Regions from separate parts of the Hordeum vulgare genome. Here region 1 is linked to region 2. A link is a contact called in public Hi-C data. All regions are on one chromosome and are shown on one strand. Each heading gives the region's core, a stretch centred on a gene start, on an enhancer-like site or on the middle of the called end of the contact. The rest is flanking DNA. Distances are from core to core; before and after follow the strand shown. Region 1 holds the start of LOC123401565 (L-arabinokinase-like). Region 2 holds the start of LOC123406241 (auxin response factor 5-like).

Region 1 (5,538 bases), core at 657-3,156, 290 kb after region 2:
TGAGTAATCCTCTGCTATCTACAGTTATTATCAACAGGTGTACATGGTTATTACACAAACATAATAAATCACAGCTTGCATATGTACACTGTGAATGGCACAATATTAAGGAAAATTATAGATGTCGATTTCAGCTCTGGAAGGGGGATGCTTTTAGAACTTAGTGCCAGCCAACTAATTAACACTGCATTTAATAATAAAAACCAGCATATATACAAGACTTGTCCTAAAGGTAGAAAACTTCTAAACTTAAATTTAGCATGCCAGCAAGTGCTACAAGAAGGAACTAAGTCTGCAAGCATGGCACCTGCCACACAATTGAGCGATGATGATTTCCAGCTGCTACAACATACTCTGCATAAATGAAGTCCCAACTGCAAATTGGAGATAAAGATCAGGGGATTCTCCATGGAAACCCAAATAAGATGACTATGCAAAAAAGTTATAAAAACAATTATTTGCATACTGCCTGTCAGTTCCAGATAAAATCTACTCCCTCCGTTCACAAATATAAGATGTTTTAGATATTTCAATATGGACTACATACACACTGAAATGGGTGAACAAACATACTAAAACGTGTCTATACTCTATATACATCCGATTCAGAAAAAGGTTAAAACATCATATATTTATGAACGGAGGGAGTAACTGAATTTTGTTAGCATTACACAGAGCTGCAGAATTGGTCCATTAGATGTTTTTAATATTGTGGCTTAAATATATAGCAGAGAACAATTTATGCACAGAGAGGAAGAAGTTACAGAAAATACATCAGTATGTATGTGCCATGCCATCAAAGATGTTAGCAGCAGAAAATAGACATAAATTAGTTGAGTTGACCACAGTAAGTAGTAACTAAACACTGATTCCCTAAAATACTTGCTGGACAACCTACATGACAACTTGCAACACCTAGCACGAAACAAGCAGAGGAACAACTCACCTGAAGTTGGTGACGCACACGGAACGAATGCCAGCATCTGCAGCCGCCCTACACGCCACGGGGACAACATCCGAAACCTGCCCATGGTCAACAGACAACATAATTCTGAATTCAGATGCTGCATGCCAAAGGGTTCGCGGAGATTCCAGATATCAGATATAACGGTAGAAACCAAGTGGCAGGAGTCGAGAAATTTTTGTTACCACTAGGTCGGCTTTGATTGAGTTGAGCCACTCCACTTCAGTCCTGAGTATGGCCTCGCGGGGCACCACGGCCGTCTGGTGGTACTGCATTCGGCGGCCATCGCACGCTGTCAGTCAACCCACAAGGCAAGGCGCCTGGGGATAGTAAAGAGAAACGACACGGCCGGTCGGGTCGGGGTCGGGGTCGGGATTGTGGACCTTCTCGAGGGACGCGAGCCGGTCGACGGTGAGCGCGTCGGCCTGCACGGCGCCGCAGTCGAGCAGGACCCTGCGGATGTGGAGGCTGGGGGAGTCGATCTCGGTGGTGAAGACGAACTCCGGCGCGGCGGTGACCACGTGCACGTCGTGCCCCGCGCCGATCAGGTGCCTCACCACCTGCGCGCGAACCGAACGGAATTCATCGACCAAAACCGCAGTCGCGGGGGCGGGAGCACACCGAGAGGAAACGGAGGCGGACCTCGAGGGCGCGGGTGGCGTGGCCGAAGCCGTGGCCGGTGATGTAGTAGGCGAAGACGAGGCGCTGCTGCGTCGGCGCCGCCTCCTCGGCGCCGCTTCCCCGGGCCACCATCCTCCGCGCCGCGATCGATCGACCCGTCCCCCGCCCTCGATCTCTGCTGCGGCCGGTCACTGCAGTGCGCTGGGAGGACTGGGTCGGCTGATCGGCCCTTCTTATAGTGGGTCGGGGGGCCTATCCGATCAACCCTTCCCGTGGGATGGGGGAGAGCGAGAGTCTGGGGCGTGGACGTTTGGTTCTATCAGAGTCCCGCGGCCGGCCCACTTTTAGTGCCCGGTTTGTTGTGCCGCTCCTCCCCTCGCGCTTATCCTGTTTCGCTTCCGGTGAATTCGTGTCACGGGCACGCGACGCTGCACTGTGAGGTCAATCTCGGTTTTGATTTGAGCCATGATGGGAGTGACGTGGATGGATGGAGGTAGGGGTGGGATAAGGTAGGGGTTTATCTGCGGCAATCATTCCCGCATATCCCTCCCATTATCACCCAACGGATAGCTGCTTCTATTTGCAAAAAAATAAATCGAAATATAGACTACATACAAATATGTATATATACATATGTATTTTATAGTGTATATTTACTGATTTTGCTTCATTTGTAGCCCGTATCAAAATCTTTTAAAAAAAGTCTTATATTTAGGAACTGGAGGAGTACAATATCTATACTATTGTTAAACATGCGAATATTTTCTTTCTTAAACATGTGTGCAAATATGGCTTCGTCACCTTTTTTAATGTTATGCTAAGAACTCTGCTGGCCAATGAATGATTTATCAGAGTTTCGGCTTGAATTTCAACTATGAGTTTGCTACCGTACGTAGTGGCAATACTACATCAAATATTATTCAACCTTTTCTCTTCAAATGGTGTGTATGTGGTAAATAAAGGATACTAATCACAAGAGCTTGAAAAGGACAACATATTGGTCCGTAGGAGTACCTAAAATTCAGACACCGCGAAACCTTATGCATGATCATTTCTTTGGCATGATCTCATCACCCGACAACAAAAGTTTCAACAAACAATGATTGAAGTAAGCATCTGAGAGCCTTGACTAGAGAACGTTACTAGGAGGTGATGAGAAACACTATATCTTGACTATTTCACAACTCCCTATGTTCAGGTTTGTTTAAAAAGAAAAAGGAAATACATAAAGAAGCTATTAAGTAAGAGGGCCCAAGTATCTGTTTTCATGCTAGATTAAAATTTTGACACGGAGCATAGAATTTTTTTACTGAAGCTCTCGAGGATTGCATCAAAATGTATATATGTTACCTAGCTGAGCATGTGCTACCTTGTACAAATATGATCCATCTTGCTTATAGCTTGCAGATAAGACAAGGATACACTTATGTGCAACAATCATATTGATCAGCTAGATGGATAACTTTGGTTTATCAACCTTTTGCTCGAGGATGAGCAAGGTTTAACCTTAAGGAAGTTGGTGAGTGGATTTTATGCATAATTTTTAGAGTATATTCTGGTGGGAAAAACCCGTCATAACATATCCATCTAGCACTCATACATGTCCCCAATGCATAGTTTTCGTTATTTACTCGTTTTACCAAGTTAATTACACAACTTTTATTTTTATTATCTTTCATTTGTTTTGTGATCTTTGTAGGTGTATTGGCATGCTAAAGTACTTGCCACATCAAAAGAATCAAGTTGGAACTTGGTAGTCAAACCGGAGACACCTAGGGGCGAGACTTGGCCATTCCGAAGGTCGGAAAAAGTGGATTTTCCAAAGTAATCCAAATCAATATCTAAGACCAGGAATGGACCGACGTCGTTCATATGAATCCAACGAGCCCAAGAAAGTTAAATTTCGAGTTTGTATGAAGAAATGACGATCGTTTAACCGGAGCAGGACAAAACACAAGATGACTTTCCAAATGACCGTGTGCGGTCGTTTCAACAGTCGTTTGATGTGCACACAACTCCAAAAGTTGCCTCTCCAGATGGGATTCTTCGTCGATTTTGTCCCCAATTGTTGCCACGATATCCTTGGCTCATAATGAAGGGTTTGGAAGGGGATAAGGCTTATCTTAAGCCCTTGGATGAAGGAGGAGGATCCACATCAACGGAAGAGACCCAAGGAGGCCTCCTATATAGAGAGCTCCAACCCTAGCTGTAGGGATCATCAACCTCATTCAACACAAGTCCACGCAACCGCCAAGAGGCACTTGTTGGGTAACGTAGCATAAATTCAAAATTTTCCTACGCCATATTCAGATCTTCCTATGGAGAGACCAGCAACGAGAGAGGGGAGAGTGCTAAGCGGAAGCGTTGCTAGAACATGGTTGATGGAGTCGTACTCGCGGCGATTCAGATCGCGGTGTGATTCCGATCTAGTGTCGAACCACGGCACCTCCGCGTTCAACACACGTGCAGCCCGGTGACTTCTCCTGCACCTTGATCCAGCAAGGAGGAGGGAGAGGTTGGGGAAGATCTCCGGCAGCACGACGGCGTGGTGTCGATGGAGAGACGAGGTCTCCCGGCAGGGCTTCACCAAGCACCATGGGAGAGGAGGAAGAAGAGAGACAGGGCTGCGCCGCGAGAGATGGAAAAACTGTATCTCCAAAGGCCAAAACCCCCCACTATATATAGGGGGAAGGGAGGGGTGGCGACCCATTTAGGGTTTCCCCCTTGAGGGGGGCGGCAGCCCTAGATGGGAGAGGGGGGCGGCCAAGGAGGAGAAGGGGGTGGCGCACCCCTAGGTGGGCCTTAGGCCCACCAGCGCCTAGGGTTTCCCCTCCCTCCCTCTCTAGTGCGCGTGGGCTGAGTGTGGGGGGAGCACCTGCCCACCAAGGGGTTGGTTCCCTCCCGCACTTGGCCCATGTAGCCTTCCGGGGCTTGTGGCCCCTCCCGGTGGGCCTCCAGAACCCTTCCGGTGGTCCCGACACTTTGTCGGTGGTGCCCGAAACATTTCCGGCGTCCAAACCCATCCATCCTATATATCAATCTTTACCTCCAGACCACTTCGGAGCTCCTCGTGACGTCCGGGACTCCGAACATCCTTCAGTAACCTCGTATAACAATTCCCTATAACCCTAGCGTCATCGAACCTTAAGTGTGTAGACCCTACGGGTTCAGGAATCATGCAGACATGACCGATACACTCTCCAGCCAATAACCATCAGCGGGATCTGGATACCCATGGTGGCTCCCACATGTTCCACAATTATCTCGTCGGTATACATATACCTTGTTCAATCTCTTTACCGGTAAGTCTCTTTACTCATTCCGTAACACATCATCCCGTGACTAACTCCTTAGTCACACTGAGCTCATTATGATGATGTTCTACCGAGTGGGCCCAGAGATACCTCTCCGTCACACGGAGTGAAAAATCCCGATCTCGATTCGTGCCAACCCAATAGACACTTTCGGAGATACCCGTAGTGCACCTTTATAGTCACCCGGTTACGTTGTGAAGTTTTATACACCCAAAGCACTCCTACGGTATCCGGGAGTTGCACAATCTCACGGTCGAAGGAAAAGACACTTGACACTAGAAAAGCTTTAGCATACGAACAATACGATCTAGTGCTATGCTTAGGATTGGGTCTTGTCCATCACATCATTCTCCCAATGATGTGATCCCGTTATCAATGACATCTAATGTCCATGATCAGGAAACCATGATCATCTATTGATTAACGAGCTAGCCAACTAGAGGCCTGCTAGGGACACATTGTGATCTATTTATTCACACATGTATTACTGTTTCCTGTTAATACAATTATAGCATGAACAATAGACGATTATCATGAATGATAATAACCATTTTATTATTGCCTCTAGGGCATATTTCCAACAGTCTCCCACTTGCACTAGAGTCAATAATCTAGTTACATTGTGATGTATCGAACACC
Region 2 (6,032 bases), core at 3,404-5,903:
TTTTGCATCGCAGGGTTACTCGCAGATCGGAGATACTCGGACTGCATTGATGTGCTAGCTAATGAGGAGCTCTGCTGCCGGTTCATGTTCATCCACTGAACCAAACTCAGGCCGGGCATTGTAGCGCTCTGGGTTTGAGGGTCCTTTATGCATACCTCCTCACCAAGCCAAGGCATTGCTCTCTTGAAAAGATTTTCCATCTCTAATGACTCATCATCTGTTAATTCAAATTTAAAAGAGCATGAAGCATGCAAATCATCGGAAATGGTATGGTAATATGGTATAAGTTTGCATTCTCCAGTTTATTAAGAACTGTAGCAAGCATCCATTTACAGACACATTTCAGTTCAATCTACTACTAACAAAATACTACCTCTGTATAAAAAATAAGAAGTTTTTGTAGGCTAAACAAAATACTATCTCCGTATAAAAAATAAGAAGTTTTTGTAGGCTAAACAAAATACTACCTCCGTATCAAAAATAAGACGGTTTTGTAGGCTAAACAACCGTCTTATTTTTGATACGGAGGTAGTATTTTGTTAGTAGTAGATTATCCCTTGATGCAGTTTTGATCTTTGTGTCTAATGACATGTTAAAATATGCAGGCAAAGTTATCTGTATGGCTCTATATTCACATGCTTCTTTTGATGTACTTGCTGGAATACCAAGAAAATAAGTATATTGTGCTCCACAAAAGAAGATAAAAAGTACCAAAAGTAGCGAACCACCAATTCACCATAGTCTATATGAACCTTTGCAAGGCCCCCAACATGAAGTTAACATAGTGTTTTGAAGAAATTCACTGTCTTTTTTTACTGTAAGAAATTCACTGTCTTTGTCATAGTAACACCAGACATACCTAATTGCCTAGGGCGCTTCACACCGAAAAATGGCTGTGGACATATGAAAAAGGGAGCAGCAAGCGGTTCGATCTCCCAGATTGATACTCTGTTCCTCCTTTCTCCTGCAGCCGACTCGTCCCACCCAACCTATCAGATAAAATCAAATCAGTGAATGAGAAAGAAAAATGGATAAAGAACACAGTGGCAACAGCTAAAACTTGGATGGTGTTCATAAATCCAACCTGTAAGCTACGCCACTGGGAATTTTTCCATCTCACTGGATCTAGATCACTTATTCCAGTTATCGTACCCATGTACCTGAAAAGTGTAGATGGTTTAGTTAGCTAATTTACTACCAGTAACTTAGCCATGAATATCGTCACTTATATTTGAAAATGTAACAAAATGCATGACTTGTCAGGAAACTTTGAGCTTTAGAGAGAAGAGTCCGCATGGGTAATTTGACATACCGTCTTGTTCCTAATTCCTCGGTCTCGCACATCATGCGGAAACGCATCCCCAAAGAGATCTGATTACTATACATTGCCTTCTGGTATTTGGCAAATGGGATAACAAATTCAGTAGGACTGGCCCTGAAAGTCCATAGTTCAAAACATAGTTATGATGGTTACTGGATTTATACGGAAGCTACTAGGTAATTAGCATGATCATTGAAACTAAACCACAGATTTAGAAGCTCACCTAGGATTATAAAATATGGTAAATGGGCTGGTGTTGGCAGAAGCATGTGCAGCTGCAGCAAGGACCCCTATATGCATACTGTCGCTTGAAAGGACCGAAGACGATATGTTTGTGGGTTGTCGGTTAGCGCGTCTGATTCCCAGTAGAAGTTGCTGTTTTTCATCTCTGGAAGGTAGCACATAAAACACAATGTGGCATTTACTTTTCCAGTTTGGTTCTTTATTTCAAACTATCTGTTGCTAAATATTCTAGGATGAATCGATATAGGCTTTCAGAAGATGGAAGGAAGCATGGTCATTTACCTAACAAATATGACAGAATCACCAGCAAATAGCTTCTTGCCGCTCACAAAGAGGCTCCAACCAGTAGTAAGTAAATGTCTTTTGGGCTGACCTGATTATTACAAAGCACAATGATATTAGTCAAACCCCAACCGTACCCGATTATTGCAGCAGAAAGAAGCTGTACTCAATTGTGCTACATTTCATGTACCCCGAAATATATGGCGGAATGTCCACACATTGTCATGTATATCTCTGGCCTGCAACTCTTGGCACGGAGGCTGCAACGAGAAATCCTACAACAGAGTAACGAAATGAAGATGTGACCATGATACCGTAGTTTTTGTCACGGAAAAGCCTGGAAATCTGAAGCGTGCTTACCAGGGAAGGGAATATCTTCTCCGCGGCACGGCGAGGCACAGAGAAGCCTCCGTGTGTGCTTGTATCGCTCGCGGTGAGCGTCTTGCAGAAGAACTCCATCTGTGGCCTCGCTTGTCTTAGTGCAAGCTCTGACAGCTGCAACGCCTCTTTTGCATACTGATAAAAACACATGATCAGGGGCAACACAGGGATTAAGGCATTGGAAACATGCAGAGCAATTTTTGGGGAAAACCTGCAGAATTCAGATGCTTACTGTATTCACTGGCTGAAGAGTCATCTGCGCATACACCTCATCAGTGTCCGGATCTGCCTGAAAAATCAAGAAACAACATCTTCTCAGAATTCGCGATCGCGGGCGCACCATGTCGAACAGTATGGGCAACCAGGCTGTTAGATTACTTGCAAAGTGACGCTGTGCAGAAGACATATCAGCTTCGAGGGAAGGTTGGGGTAGCTCGGCACGTGCGCTTCGACATCCTTTTGCATAGAAGCTGCAACCTGAACCAGACACATGCCAAGTCCAAGTAAGTTCCCTTTTATATTTCGAATATGAAGGGTAGCGACCATTTTACTATTGAATAAAGTTCATCCATGTAAAAGGATAAGAACAACATTTTCAAACTGTGAAGCAATGGATAGGAAAAAAAATGAGGCGGCTAAACCAAGTAGCAGGTATTGTGGACAAGGGTTTTCCAAAAACAAATCCAGCTGCTTTCTGTACACGTAGTGCATTGGCATCCTTCCTAGTACCCATCATTTACATTGCTAAAACTTTCGATTGAAAAAAAAAAGAATTATCGCATGGAATGATTGAGGAAGTACAAGCATTCAAACATGCTGCCCTTTGTATATACCAACTTTCTGCAGCTTCCCTAAAAAATGAAATGAAAAAGTATTTTTGAAGTGCAGAAAGTGCAGCCTCATGAGTGAACTCCTTTTAGATGAACTCTGCATGCATAGGTACACTGCTAAAGTGTTCCCCCCACATATCATCATGGGCAACACAGCCAATGTTCCACAAACATTAAAAAACAAATTTTTTTTGCTCAACTTTTTAAAAGGGGAGCACGGCAGCAGAATTAGGGAGTGATCTTTGCGGAATCTATCAAGAAGACCGTAAGCATACCAGCTGAAAATCTTCCTGAAAGCAGGCTGTTTTTTCAGTGCAGAATCAGTGGAAGGTGCAACAGAAATCAGTACCATAAATGCAAAGAAATACTACATGGATGCATGTTGCATGTACCAAACCTGTTAACAAGAAAACAGTACTCCTATCCTATGCAAGACACCAAAAGCCAACAAAAAGAAATGAAGCAAGTAGGCCCAAAGCTCCCAACCACTCCTCCAATAACCCAAGAATACTACTACTGGCTTGAGATAGCAATTAGTAGTAGCAAGCAAGTATAGCCCAAAATGCAATATATCCATGATAGCATCTTCTTTTTCTGTGTGGGAGAATCAGTATACCATGTTATGAACCCTCTTGAACTTCAAAGGATTCTCCCATCCCATGGCAGATTAAATAAAAAAAAACATTTTTTTATAAAAAAAAAATCAAATGCTTGCTCTGAAAAGATTTATAGAGCAGGGAATCGATTTAGTTGCAAGCACACACGATGTTATCATTCAAGAAGAGAACCATGGGGAGTGTAGACTGTAGAGCGCTGTGGAAATGGCTCCAACATGCGGCGTCCGGCAAGAAAGTCTGGCTCACCTGCTCGCTGTGGCCTTGGGGGAAGTAGACGACGAGGCTGCCCACCGGCGGCAGCGACACCAGCGGGCCCGCGCAGGCGTGCCACAGCTCCCCGTTGATCGCCGGCGCCTTCCGCTCCCCTGCGCCCGCCGCCGCGTCAGCGACCGAGAAAAGGAGAGACGACCCCTTCCTTTTCTACAAGCCGTGCCACCTCCGCCTCGCCGGAGCGCGGGGAGGGGCCGGAGAAATGCGCGAAAAGCAAGAAGGAAGTGACGAGTACCTTCGCTCGGAGCGGAAGCACCGACGACGGCGGAGCTCGCCGGCGACTGCGCCATGGCCGCCTTCCACGCGGGAGCTTGCTAGCTTCGGCGGCTCGCGCGCATGGGTCACGGAGGAGCGCGCGCGGCGCCGAGCTCTTCTTTTTTCGCTCCTTTCCGCCGTCTGGGTCCCGGTCGCCGGCTGGCTGGATGGCCGGCCGGGCTCTTCCACAAAGCTGCCGTGCCCCAGCGAGCGGCGGCGGCGCCCCCGTCCCGACAAGCTAGACTAGAAGCAGCAGCAACACGGAGGCCAAGGACCCCGTCTAGTCCTACTAGTAGAGAGAGAAGGAGCTAGAGAGAGAGAGAGAGGGAGGGGTGAGAGTTGTGAGCTGCTGCAGCTGAGGTCTCTGGGCTTTGCTGTCGCTGGTTGGTGCGTCGTGTGTGCTGCTGCCTGTCGGGAGTTAAAACCGAGACGCTTCTTCTGTCTCTCTCTCTCTCCTCTTTGTTTTTTATACTCCGTTTTACTCTGATGAAGTGAGGCTCGAGGGGGGAATGGGAATCGCAGTGGAGGGAGGGAGCTCCGCTTGCGGCTTTTCGGGAGCCATTTCGTGCTTTTCCTAGTGTTTCAGGAATTATCCCTTCTTTTCAGAAAAGGGGCAATAATACCAACTCCCATCTGTGGGCCTTTTTTTTATTCGACGGATTGCTGAAGGGTTTTTACAAAAAAATCATGCACTCGAACCTATTTTCTTCGTTTCTAAATATAGGTTTTTTATAGATTTTATTGTTGACTACATACATATGTACTCCCTCCGTTCCTAAATATAAGTCTTTTTAAAGGTTTTATTAGGACACTACATACGGAGGTATATAGACATACTTTATAGTATAGATTAACTCATTTTGCTTCGTATATAGTCACTTAGTAAAATATCTTAAAAGATTTATATTTAGAAACAGAGGGAGTATATTGGAACGGAGTAAGTACATTTTCCTGTGTACAGTCAAACGGCCAATATTAATCATGTACTTGTATTGAAAATGATATAACATTGCATTCTTTGTCTCCTCTATTCCCGTGTTTTACAAACGGGGACTAATCTTCGCCGGCGCGCCGGCCCAAACTTTCAGCCGGTCGCGCGCGAGCCGCAGGATCCATCAACCTCGCGTCGTCCGCACCGTTGGATCCGCATGTAACATTTTTTCCCCTATGCAGCAAAATTGCGATGCAATGCAGCAATTTTTTTAACGGTTGCAACAAAAAATAAAATTTGTAGCAAAAAAAAATATCTACGTGATCGTAGCAAAAAAAAAAAAACTGATGGTACGTGATAGCAAAAGTCAAACGTCGGTTGTAACAAATATTTATGTAACGTGTATGCAACTTTTTTAGTGAACGGTTGCAGCAAAACATGATGCCGGTTGTAGCAAAAATTAACACGGTTGTAGCAGAAAGTAAAAAACATCGATTGTAACGAAAAATCCGACGAACTGGAGTTGCAACCAAACGTATATGCAACCTTTTTACTGGGACAAAAAATAGTAAAAAAAAACGCTTGCAGCAAAAATAACGCTGCTTGCAACATATTTAGACGAAAAATGTTACATCCATTGATCAGAGAAGCGCGCGGGTGGGAAAAATGTTGCAAGGGCCCGCACGCGAGGGGCTACCGGCGCGTCGCGGGTGGGAAACGATTCCCTTTACAAATCAAGCGAACCAAATAAGCCATACAAAACAGAATATCTGCACGACCAGCATTTTGAGAGACTTTAAGGGCTCTTTTGATTCAAAGGGATTTTATAGAATTTTTAAAGGGCTACAATCCATAGAAAGTTTGTCGTTTGATTCCCAGGTTTCAATCCTATAGGGTTTTTT

Evidence for each region. Hi-C and Micro-C count contacts between places; a contact is called where the count stands out from the background.
Region 1: a contact with region 2 is called in a Hi-C map of leaf, with 5 times the contacts expected there. The contact joins the promoter of LOC123401565 here to the promoter of LOC123406241 in region 2. A contact is called at or near these places in 5 of 6 Hi-C or Micro-C datasets (leaf, seedling and an unstated tissue) and 1 of 1 datasets of contacts at active chromatin or transcription factors (embryo).

What each region holds. Positions count from the first base shown.
Region 1 is chr6H:55,519,177-55,524,714 of MorexV3_pseudomolecules_assembly, forward strand. LOC123401565 (L-arabinokinase-like) reads right to left here and starts at 1,907. Exons shown (of 28, transcript XM_045095392.1): 1 at 1,607-1,907; 2 at 1,348-1,524; 3 at 1,150-1,233; 4 at 947-1,023; 5 at 308-374; 6 at 1-18. The coding sequence starts at 1,717.
Region 2 is chr6H:55,223,801-55,229,832 of MorexV3_pseudomolecules_assembly, forward strand. LOC123406241 (auxin response factor 5-like) reads right to left here and starts at 4,654. Exons shown (of 14, transcript XM_045099728.1): 1 at 4,180-4,654; 2 at 3,921-4,039; 3 at 2,606-2,704; 4 at 2,460-2,516; 5 at 2,207-2,362; 6 at 2,037-2,121; 7 at 1,847-1,937; 8 at 1,545-1,709; 9 at 1,313-1,435; 10 at 1,085-1,160; 11 at 860-989; 12 at 1-217. The coding sequence starts at 4,234.